Regions from separate parts of the Manis pentadactyla genome. Here regions 1 and 2 are each linked to region 3. Evidence: chromatin contacts called from public Hi-C data. All regions are on one chromosome and are shown on one strand. The core of a region is the stretch at or near the end of the contact, and the rest is flanking DNA. Distances in the headings are between cores, read along the strand shown.

What was found. Hi-C and Micro-C count contacts between places; a contact is called where the count stands out from the background.
Region 1: a Hi-C map of fibroblasts shows a contact between it and region 3, with 10 times the contacts expected there. The contact joins the promoter of PIK3C2B here to the promoter of SNRPE in region 3. A contact is called at or near these places in 2 of 3 Hi-C or Micro-C datasets (fibroblasts and skin fibroblasts).
Region 2: a Hi-C map of fibroblasts shows a contact between it and region 3, with 4 times the contacts expected there. The contact joins the promoter of PLEKHA6 here to the promoter of SNRPE in region 3. A contact is called at or near these places in 2 of 3 Hi-C or Micro-C datasets (fibroblasts and skin fibroblasts).

Annotation. Positions count from the first base shown.
Region 1 is chr9:123,227,124-123,230,397 of mManPen7.hap1, reverse strand. It overlaps PIK3C2B (phosphatidylinositol-4-phosphate 3-kinase catalytic subunit type 2 beta), which reads right to left and starts at 1,280. Exons shown (of 34, transcript XR_005029704.2): 1 at 546-1,280.
Region 2 is chr9:123,319,054-123,322,744 of mManPen7.hap1, reverse strand. It overlaps PLEKHA6 (pleckstrin homology domain containing A6), which reads right to left and starts at 2,175. Exons shown (of 29, transcript XM_036909653.2): 1 at 2,043-2,175. The coding sequence starts at 2,125.
Region 3 is chr9:123,685,772-123,689,483 of mManPen7.hap1, reverse strand. It overlaps SNRPE (small nuclear ribonucleoprotein polypeptide E), which reads left to right and starts at 2,097. Exons shown (of 5, transcript XM_036909642.2): 1 at 2,097-2,239; 2 at 2,733-2,759. The coding sequence starts at 2,186.

The sequences.
Region 1 (3,274 bases), core at 31-2,530, 460 kb after region 3:
CTGAGGGTCCGGGTCCCTCTCCGTCTCCCGCAGGGTCTCCTTTTGCTGCGGTGTCCTTATAAGGGAGAAGCCAAGTCTGCCATTCGTCTGGCTAAAAAAATGTATATACTTCCCAGGCCATGTGCTGACTTTTCACCCACTACAAGAGAAAGCACCCCCCACCCCCACTTCTGGGCAGGTTTTGTGTTATATTTCTCATTTTAACCGAACGAACCCCGAAACCATTGGCTGGTTCAGATCGCTTTGCAGCTGTGAGCCAGGAAGTGTGGGAACGGGGTGGGACGGGGACACCCGGGGGCCCAAGAACCCCCGAAACTGCGAGAGTGGGGTGGCGGTGGGGTCGGCAACCTGCTGGGCACCGCGGGCCGGAGCTCTGGCGCCCACGGCTCCGCGGCTCAGCCAGCGGCCGGGAACCCGCGACTCCTTCCATTGTTGCACCTCGGCTGTTGCCATGTTGGAGGGAGAGCCCCTTGACCTCGGCTCCCTCCCCTCCGCGGGCAGTCTGCAGCCCCCGGCCTGGGGCTCTCCCCGGCGGCGCGTCCTACCTGTGCTCGCCAAGGCTTTCCTGCGAGACCCGACGTGTCTTGTACTCCGCGGCGCGGGGTCCGTGCTCCGCAGCCCCGGCGTCTCCGCACCCGCGCCAGCCGGCCGCACACCTCCTCCGCGCGGACCGCTCCCCGCTCGGGCTACCAGCGGCCGGCGCCGGGCCCGGATCCCCGGGGCAGCGGGGAGGCAGAAGAGGCGCGAGGACCAGCTTGGAGCGGAGAACGTCCTCTCGGCCGAGAGCGTGCGCCGGCCCCACGGTCAGGCAGCCCCGGGCGAGACAATAGCGGGAGCAGCGGGCGAGAGGCGAGAAGCCATCTCCCGGAGACCCGGCGCACTGCACGGCGACGCGCGGCTCAGCCAGACCCTGCCGGGACGGGGAGCGCCGGGCCGCCGGCTCCAGCCCGCAGCGCCCGGTCGGCCGCGGGCGGAGGGCGGGGCGGGCGCGGAGCCCTGACCGCACTCCCCTCCCCTCCGCTCCGCTCGCCTCCCCGCCCGCCCTGCCGGCCCGCGGGGGGAGAGAAACGCGCTGGTGTCTAGTTGTGCTTCAGGAAGCCGGGAGCCGGCATTTCCACTTCCCACTTGGGCGAGGGCTTTTGCAGACCGTCCTTGCCTTTCCCTGCTGGAACCCTGTGCTCTGTGGCAGAGGAAGCCACATCACTGGGCTGGAAATGACTGCGTTTCGAGATCCAGCTCTCGGTTTGAGGAATTCCCCCCACGGTTAAGACAGCGAAGTCTGGAAGAGCCCCTACCTTGAGGGCGGAGGTGGGGCTGGGAGGAGCTGTCTCCGCGCTTTGCACCCTCAACCTCATTCGTTTTCCTGTTCGCTGGAGCGGCTCGTCCGACCTGAGCCCCAGGGAATAGCAATCAACGACCCGTGGGGGAGGGAAAGTAGAGGGTCCTCCAACCCAACGACGGTAGGAAAAACTTCTTGCATACAGTAGGTTATATTTAACATTCTGACCCCCAGTGCCTGTCTTTGAGCAGTGGTCTCTAGAGGAATTTTCCTAAAGCTTCCACCCAGAAGACACCAGTCGTTGGCCAGGTCCTCATTTGCATCAGGTTTGCATAGTAACTATGCTCTCAGATCTCAAAATACATTTCCCTCAGTACCGAATCCTGTTCTCACCACGGCACCCCTGTCTTACTTGGTAGGCTGGAAGATCAACACCTGATGCTCACCTTCCCTCCTCTGCAATCCCCTTCAGGTATCGGGGGGTCTGGAGACCTGCACCTCCCTCAGATGCCCAGGACTCCCCAGTCAGGCTTCTGACTGCCATCCTTCCCCTTCCCTGAGGTCAAGGAAGTGTTTGTTAAAATGCTACTATTCCGGTCTGTCTTGGGTTCACTGAGTTTAAAAAAAAAAATACAGAAGTATCAGAAAGGTCTTTTAAACAAGATATGGGGCTTTTAAATTGTCCTCAATATGAAACTGCACAACGAACCCAACACAATTCCTGGATTCACAGAGTTGGGAGAGGCTTTCAGAACTCAAGGAGAGGACTGTTGGGAAAGGAATCTGAATAACCAGGGGAAGTACTACGTAGGGGAGAAAGCCATATAAAGTTCACAAGTCAAAGGATTTCTGGGGACCTTGTTTTGTTCTCCTGCAAGATAAATCCAGCCAAGTGCAAAGGACCCGTGATTGCAGGGTGCATGAGAAAAGGGGAAAAGAAGCCCAAGAGAGGGAGGCCTTGCTCATGTTTCTTCTCTCTCCCCACGGCAGTGTGACCTTGGGTAGTCCACTCCACTGACCACTCGGGGCTGTCATGAAAATCAAATGAGAGGATATAAAATGAACCATTTTGATGACCAGACAGCCTGCTCTGCACACATATCATAATGTGTATACAATCCTATTCCTGATCCTCAACAGCCTCGGGGGACAAAAACACGCATGCATTCCCTCCTTCCCTCACTGCTTGTTCACAGTACTACTATTTATGGCAGCCTACTCTGTGCCTGTCATAAGGCTAAGCTCAGAAGCCTGAGAAAAGAGTATCAGGAGCCATCACTGTTGATGGAGTGAAAAGTCTAACAGGAAATAGGCCTGGGCTGTTGGGTTGAGAATCATGTCAAAGGCTTTATGATGCAGGTCAGTAGGGGGAAAAATTTGCCTTTTAAGAGAAACCAGGGCATGTCAAAAGTTTAGATTTCATCCTGTAGCTAACAGGAACCCAATGTGTAGACGGGTGGAGCTGGGAGTGATCTGGTCAGAAAACACTTTCAGGCATATGACACAGGAGGACTTGGAAGGTGCACTGTATGTCTTCCCTTTGATCCACCTCCAGCCCTGTAGCTTCCTAGTAGGGGTTGGCCAATGGGGAGCCATGGCGGGGTTGGGAGGAGGGAGGTCAAGGAAGTCTGGGTATTTATTCCTCAGGGTTCTTCCCTTTGGGGTCACTGTGGGCTAGCCCCCTCCAGGTGATTCCCTCTCCCTCTTCCTCACTTTCCCTTTTCCTCCTTTCTTAACCCAGAAAAATCACCCACTTCCTTTGACTTTCTGGGCCTGGGACTGGAAACTCCCCTACCTGCTGGCCTGTGTATTGCACACTGCTCCTTGTGCTGCTCTATATCCTGTCGACTCTTTGTAAATTGTCTCTTTAAATTGGAGTGTGTCATTTGCTTCCTGTCAGGTTAGGACTATAGGCGGAGAGCTCAACAAGGGGGCCATGGCTACATTGAGAGTGCAAGGTCAGAAAATCTCAAAACTGTGCTGGGGCTCTGGCAG
Region 2 (3,691 bases), core at 926-3,425, 370 kb after region 3:
AGCATTTAGGCAGTAAATGCACACTCTCAATTCCTCCTGAAGATTTCTCCCCACCCCCCGCCTGTCAGGTCCCTGTCAGCTATCTCCTGGACTTCCGCAATCACCTCACTGTTCTCCGCACCTCAAGTTCATCTCCCGGCCTCCCTGTTCATCTCCCAAATTGTCATTCGCCCACGCAGCTGCCAGAAAGATCTTTGAAAATGTAGATCTATTTATGTGGAGCCTCTGCGGAAAATCTCCTTTGGTTCCCCATCACCTACAGGATCAAGCTGAAGCCCCGAAGCCTCTCTAAAGTGCCCCATTTCTGCTTGTTCTGCCTCATCTTCTGCAACTCCCTGGCGGCCTCTACTCCATCTCTCTCTGCTGACCCCTGCAGATTGTTCTAGACAACCTGTGCCTGGCACCCATCCGACACCTCTTCCCATAGGCCTCTGCTCCAGGACTTCTTTCACCCTAGTCTCTCTCCTCCACAATCCCCTCAAAAGCCTCCTCCTTGGAAAATGTCACTTTTCTTTGTTGTGTTCCTCCACCATCCTGCCAATACCTTTAGAATATATCCACTTAGTTTCTAAGTATTCATTTGCATCTTCTCCCTCCTACCTTCAAGGAAAAACAAGTATCTTATTGTTGTTTATCTCCCATGCCTAGCACTGCAGCAAATAGTGGATACTCAGTGAGTGTTTGTGGACTGAAGGATGGAAAGAAGCTGGTAGGCAGGCAAGAGATTGGGAAGAAAGACGAGAAGAGCCAAATTAACGTCATCAGAATAGCTGAGGAGATGATGGAAATTCAGATTCCAAGGCCCTGCCCCAACCCTTCTGAATCGTCATCTCTGGAGGTAGGGCTCAGGACTTGGCCTTTTTCATAGGCCTTCTTTAAGTGAATCTTGTGACTCTAAAGTTTCAAACCACGGACAAAAGGGACTCTAGTTCTAATACTGCAGAAGTTCCGTTATTTAAGAATCTGACCCAGGGTCAAATACTTTAGCAGAATTAATTTTTAAGATAATCTAATTACGGCATCGATTATGGGCATGGAGGTGATAATTACAGAAAAACGGACTAAAGCACATGTGGAGACTGAAAAACACCAAAGAGAGGCCAGTGGCCACCTGAGGCCCTGCAAAGGCAGTTGGGTACAAGGCAAAAGGAGGCAGCGCTCTGATTAACAGGTGGTGTTCTCTCCGACAAGCCCTCCCGTTCCCCCATCTGAAAACTGAGGGGGTTGCGGCAAGGTCCCTTTCCGCTCTAATGTTCTGTGAGTGGCCATCTGAGGACAGGAAAACTCACCACGTATGGGTAACCGCTCAGAACGCTTCTAGACTTGCTGTATTACCGGGAGATTTCTATCCTGGCAAAAGATGACTACAGAGGGAGCGGGCCAAAGGAGCACCGGCGGGGCCACTCTGTTATAATGAGATTATGCCAGAGCCATTTTGGTTTATGAAATTAATACAACAGCGCTAATATATTACTGAGAGCCGCGAAGGCCCAGTCTCTCCAAAGAACGCCAAACGAACTGCAGGCATCTTCTCCTTCCCCTTGACCACTGGCCCACAAGGAAGCAGGAAGGAAGGGGCTGCCGCCCTGGCACACTGGGCCCCGGGGCGAGGGAGTGCCCGGGGCTGGCGGTAGAGGCAGGGTCTCCTGATGTGAGGTCAAGCCCGAGTCTGCCCTGGGCAGCTCTGGGCTCGGGGAAGAGACAGCCCTGGCCATGTAGTGGCGGAGCGGAAAGGACGGCGCTGCAGGCCGGGCCCGGGGCCTGGCCACCCTCCTCAGGGCCCCCCACTCCGCACCTGTGCCTGCAGCGGAGGGAAAGGCCAGCGCCCGCCCTGCCCAACCCTGCCCTCCGAGAGGGACTTTGACCCACTGAGGAGAAGGCGGGAGACACATTCAAACAGGCGGCGATAAACTTATTAGTCATGCCTGCTGCTCAGCCACCGCTTCCCCCCACTCTCTGCGGGCGGCCCCCAGCCCTGCCACCTTTCAAGTCGGACAACTTTAAAGAAAAAGGCAGGAAAAAAACGAGAGGGGCCAACGTACTTGATGAAGAAGACTCTGCCCCCGCGGTCCACTCCGTAGGTCCACCGGCCGGGCAAGTCCAGCCAGTCGATCTCCTCGGCCATCTCGGGGTCCCGAGCCCCTCGCGCTGGCCGGCCCCGGGCGCTGCGAGGGCCCGCTGCTCCTGGAGGCAGCGCCGGTGGGGGGCGGGGGGGCGCCGCGCGGGCCGGCGGCTCGGGCGCCCCTCCTGGGTCCCTGGCGGCGGCTCTGGCCTCCCGCTGGCGGCGGCTGGCCGCCCGCCGGGCAGCAGGGAACAGCGAGACTTAACCCTGGCCGGGCCGGGCCGGGCCCCAGACCGCAGCCGCCTGCTGCCGGGGTCGGCGCTCCCGCCGGACGGCGCCCGAACTTCAGGACCGGCGGCCGGCGCGGCGAGGACTCCTGCCGCCGGGCTGCGCCCCGCGGCGCCGCGGTCCCTCCCGGAGCGAGCAGGTGGCCGCGGCCGAGCGAGGGGCGGTGGCGCTCCGCTCGCAGCTCCGCGCCCGCACTTGAACCACCGGCGGGCGAGGGAGGCGGGGCCCAGCCGCCGCCTCGGAAGGTGATTCGCAGCCGCAGCCGCGGGTCCCCGAGTCCCGGCGCAGGGCGCGGGGAAACCAGCCTGGCTGCAGGAGCCTCGAGTGAGGAACCTGAGCGACGTGTCCAGCCACCGAACGGGAAGGGGGAAGTGGTCAGACCTGGTTCGGCTCGGTGGGAGGTTAGCGGAGGACAAAGGTCAAACGCAGGGAAGGGTGGCACGGGTATGAGCGGCAAGGCGCCCAGGAGGCCCTTCTTGCAGAGATGTCAGCCTCAGCAGGCAAGCTGGCCCTCGGCTCTCTTTCCCGGCACTTCTTCCCAGAAGCCTGCCATGACTAAGTAGAATCGGAGTGAGGCCTTAGAAACCTGCTCAGAAACCAACAGCGTTCATGTCCCTTCTCCCTAACTTGAACTAGAAAACTAAAGGGAAAAGAGGGGGGCGGAAAAAAAGAAGGGAATGTGTTCTGTACACAGAATGCAGGTTGCAAGCTTTCAATACTGGCATATGAAGAGGGTGTTGCGGGAGCCCACGTGGTCGGCTGTGTCTGGGTCTACATCAAGGTTGGGGTCCGGTCGGCTTTCCCAACTTACTCAGGACCTGCCCCTGGGCCTGCGATAGATGCACAGGTTCATTCAGTCCCTGTGCCAGACCCAAGGGAATCATTAGACAATAGGAGAGACGGCTGCCTTTAGAGGAAGCAACGCGCCACATGGCAGTTGGCAGGGATCGGTTGAGTATGCATACTCATTGTGAGCATTAGGAAGCGATTTTGATCCCTGGTCCACCTAGGTGATCCCTACTCATCCCTTCAGGGTCTACCGTGTGTTACCTCCTCCCAGAAGCCATTCCTGACTACACCAGATTTCTATGCCCATCCTTTACGTGTCATGACACCTTATTAATAACCCTGTAGTGGACTTACCTCGCTGTAAGGCAATCCTTGATGTACTCTCTGTCTCCTTCACTGAGCTGTGTGCTCCCGAGAGCAGGCACTCCATCTCATTCATCTCTACAGCCCCAGCACCTAGCTGGGGCACCCAATTAGTGTTAGACGAATGACTAATTCTGTTATAACTGGGAAACAACTATAAACACAATCCTGTACTTTTGGACCTTATGG
Region 3 (3,712 bases), core at 848-3,347:
TTGGAATGTTTATTCCAAAATTGAACATTTGAGAACCAGAACAGCTTTTTGTTTTTCTGGAGAAGGGGTGGGATAGTTCCTTATAAGTTAGTAGAATTAACCGTTTGTTTGATGTGATACAACCATACTTTTCCCAAATCTTCTGACTTTGCTTACTATAGTGGATTTTATTTTAAGTCATGCAAAACTTTATAATTTTTATGTAATTGAATTTATGACTTTTTTCCTAAAGACTGGCTAGATCATACAATTGAGGAAAGGCAATTTTTAAGAACAAGAAAGATGAAATATCTATGATTAAATGATAAACTAGAAAGAAGAAACTAAAAACTAAATAAAGCTAAAAACTTAAAAGAATTAAAGGAACTTTTAAACAAATAGAAAGACATCATATACTTAGATTTTAAAAATTCTAAGTTCTGAAATTTAATGTAATCATAGTAAAAATAAGTTTTTTAAATTAGATAAGCTAATTCTAAAGCTTGTAAGAAACATAAACAAGAATAGCTAGGAAATTTCTCCCTAATTCTAATACTATCAAATAAAACATTATAAAGCTACAATACTTTTTACAGTGATAATGGTCCATAAATAGACACAGATCAACTGAATGAAATATATATATGTGCGTATATACATATATATATATGTATATACACACAGTACATACACTTGGCATGTTATAAACATGATATTTTAAATTGAATGGGGAACAATGGGTTGTTTTAATGGTGATGGAAAATTGGGTAGCCATCTAGAAATAATAAACTTGTATCAGTTCTAGGATATACTGGGATAAATTCAAGATGGATCAAAGATTTAAATGCTAAAAAATCTTTAGAAAAAAAAGCAAATCACTTCTAATGAGTTGTATAATCAAATGATTGGTTATAGGGCTCAATCCCCAAGAGTTTAGGACTCAGGACTTCAGAGATACAGGAAAATGCAGAAACAAGGAGCTAAGCCTCTGTGCATCTGAGGTGGGATGGGTATACTGATGTGTTCTGTCCATGCTATCTTTGAATTCAGCAAATCTTGAGTCTCCTCTCTGCACAACCAGATCCTCTGTTGGGTTTGGAGCAGGGAAATTTTAAGAAATCATTATCCCATGTGTTTTATAGCTCTTATAGTTTAAAAATCACTTTACTATTTTTTGCTCTCAACTTCTTTATAAGGTCGGCGTTAAAATTATCCTCAACAGAAGGCCTCAGGCAAGTTCTGATTCTGCCACTTGCCCTAAGTGGTGCCCCCTTAGATGAGTCCTTTCAACTCTGAGTTTGTTCCCTCGTCTATAAGTCAGTATTCCAATTCAATGCAAGTTCTGCCAAGCCACAAGGCCATGACAGAGCCTCGCAAATCCCTGCTGCTCCTCCTCCGGCTGTATTACCAAGGAAACGATATGTTCGAACATTGAGGCCTTAACGTTACACTGCTACTTCATTGAATCTTCACCCTCACGAGGAGGAACATTTTAATCTCCATTTTGTTAACAACTAAGTCGAGACATGGCCAGGTGGAGTAACCTATCCCTTGGTCGTACACCATAAGCGAGCTGGATTTGAGCCCAGCAATCAGATTTCAGGGCTTCCACGCTACATAGCCATGGTCTGTGGCCACCTTATAATAAATAACTCCCCATAAAGTTGATGAAGTTTCACTTGGTTACTGGAGCAAACCACAGTGTCTGGCTTTGAATTTACGGGCACTGTGGCTGAGAACGCTAGATGTGGGAGCCCTGGGCTTAGGCTTCTCGCTGCCCTACCCTCTGCGCTACCACGCTGCCGTCAAGCCTAGATTCCAGGGAAACAGGCCTTAGGTAAAGCGCTAAGGCAACCTGTTTCACAGACAGGGGCAGCCACGTGACGATTCCGCTCTCTGCCCACTCAGAAAATGCCGGCGCTGCGGAGCCGGTGCGTCGGCCGCCTGCCCCCGCGGCGCTCCTCCCGCTTTCCTCCAGGTGGCGCTCTAGGACCGGCTCACGTTCCAAAGTGCGGTCGCCTTCTTTTGGCCTCCCCCGGGTGCTATGAGGCACCGAGAAAAGCGCTCCCCGTGGCTAGAAAGGCATTTCCCAGAAGCCGCTCAGGTCGCTGCGCGGGCACCACCCACTTCCGCTTCCGCTTCCTCATTCCGGACGTTGCTTTTTGAGGAAGCGTGCGGGGCTGTGTGGTCTTTGTTAGCTTCCACCATGGCGTACCGTGGCCAGGGCCAGAAAGTGCAAAAAGTGATGGTGCAGCCCATCGTATCCTACGTGGGGTGTCAGGACTAGGGGGTTCGGGTCAGAACACGGGGGCGAAGGAGCAGACAGGCCTGACGGAGCGGAGTGCGGAGCCGCATCCCGTGGGCCCCCGGGGCCACCGAGACCGGAGAAAGCGCGGGCAGCTGCAGGACCGGTGGGGTGGGAGGTGGGCTCGGGCCGACCCCTGCGGTGGGAGATGCGCGAGTGGAGGGGAGGAGCGGAGGGAAGACAGCTGTGACTGGGTACGGGTGGAAGTCGGAGCTGTCGGTCTCCAGAGGGAAGACATCGGCTCCAAGGAAACTCCAGGAGAACAGAGCGGGAGGGGATTCCTTCCGAGGATTTGGGGGACCCCTAATGTCCCAGTGCGCGCTTTTCGTTGCGTAGACCCCAGACCTCTCGTTGAGAAAGCAAAGGCGAGGTATGGGGGTAGGATTGAGCAGTTTTAGGGAGCAGAGTCTATGCTCTGCGTGTATTTTTTCCTTAACCGCTGGTGCAGAACCTCATCTTCAGATACTTGCAAAATGTACGTAAGTTGTTTGCCGTTTCCTAATTCCTTTCTTAAGTAAAAGGTGAATTTATTTGGTTGTGTCATTTGTCTAGTCACTGGTTCCTAGAGTTAAAAGTAGATGAAACGAGATTGGAGGGGCATTTGAGGTGAAGGGGTGCAGGAAAGCGCCGAATAATAAAATGGTGTGTAGCCACGCCAACCCCCATGCAACAAGAATTGTGCCATTATTACTTTGCAATAGCAAAATTACTAATTTCAAAAAGTAGGTAGTGGTGGACGTGACTGACATTGGTGCTGGGGTATTGGTACTTTAGTTGGTAGTGATTATGGCCAGAACATTGGAACCTTCTACCCTGCTTCCCCCTAGGTTGAAACACAACAAGAAGAATCCAGTCAGCGTTTAAACCGTGTCATAGGTTGTGTTTAGTACCTGGGAGAAAGGTTACGTATAGAAAAAAAGAGGGGAGGGATAGATTCAGAGGATTAAGTGGCATTCTCTTTGTTTTGGGAGGAATTTCAGCAGCTCCCGCTTTGAGTTTGCAGGACAGCGTGTTTAAATTACATCTGAAAGAAAATTTAGCTCCTGTTGCTCTGACAGATTTTACTCTGTGACAGCACAGTTGAAAAAAAACATTAATTTCAAGCCCCTGTAACTAGAACTGAAGGTTCCTCCTATGGTTGTTTGGTATGAGATATGGAAAACTGAGAACCTAGAGAAAGCTGTTTTGGACCTGGATTTTGCTGTAGCAGATCAGAAAGACGCCCTTGGTCATTAGAAATGTCTGCGTTTGCATATTGTCACAAATTTTCCCTCTGAATATATTGAGGCTAGAAGCAGTAAGAAATAGTTGAGTCCTAAGATCGCAGGACAGTTATTAACTTAGTCCCAATAGAGCATTTATTAAGTGGGAATTTTTCTTGTCAAGGAGCTAGTGTTGGTTGTCAATTCTAGATATGAGTCAAGGGGT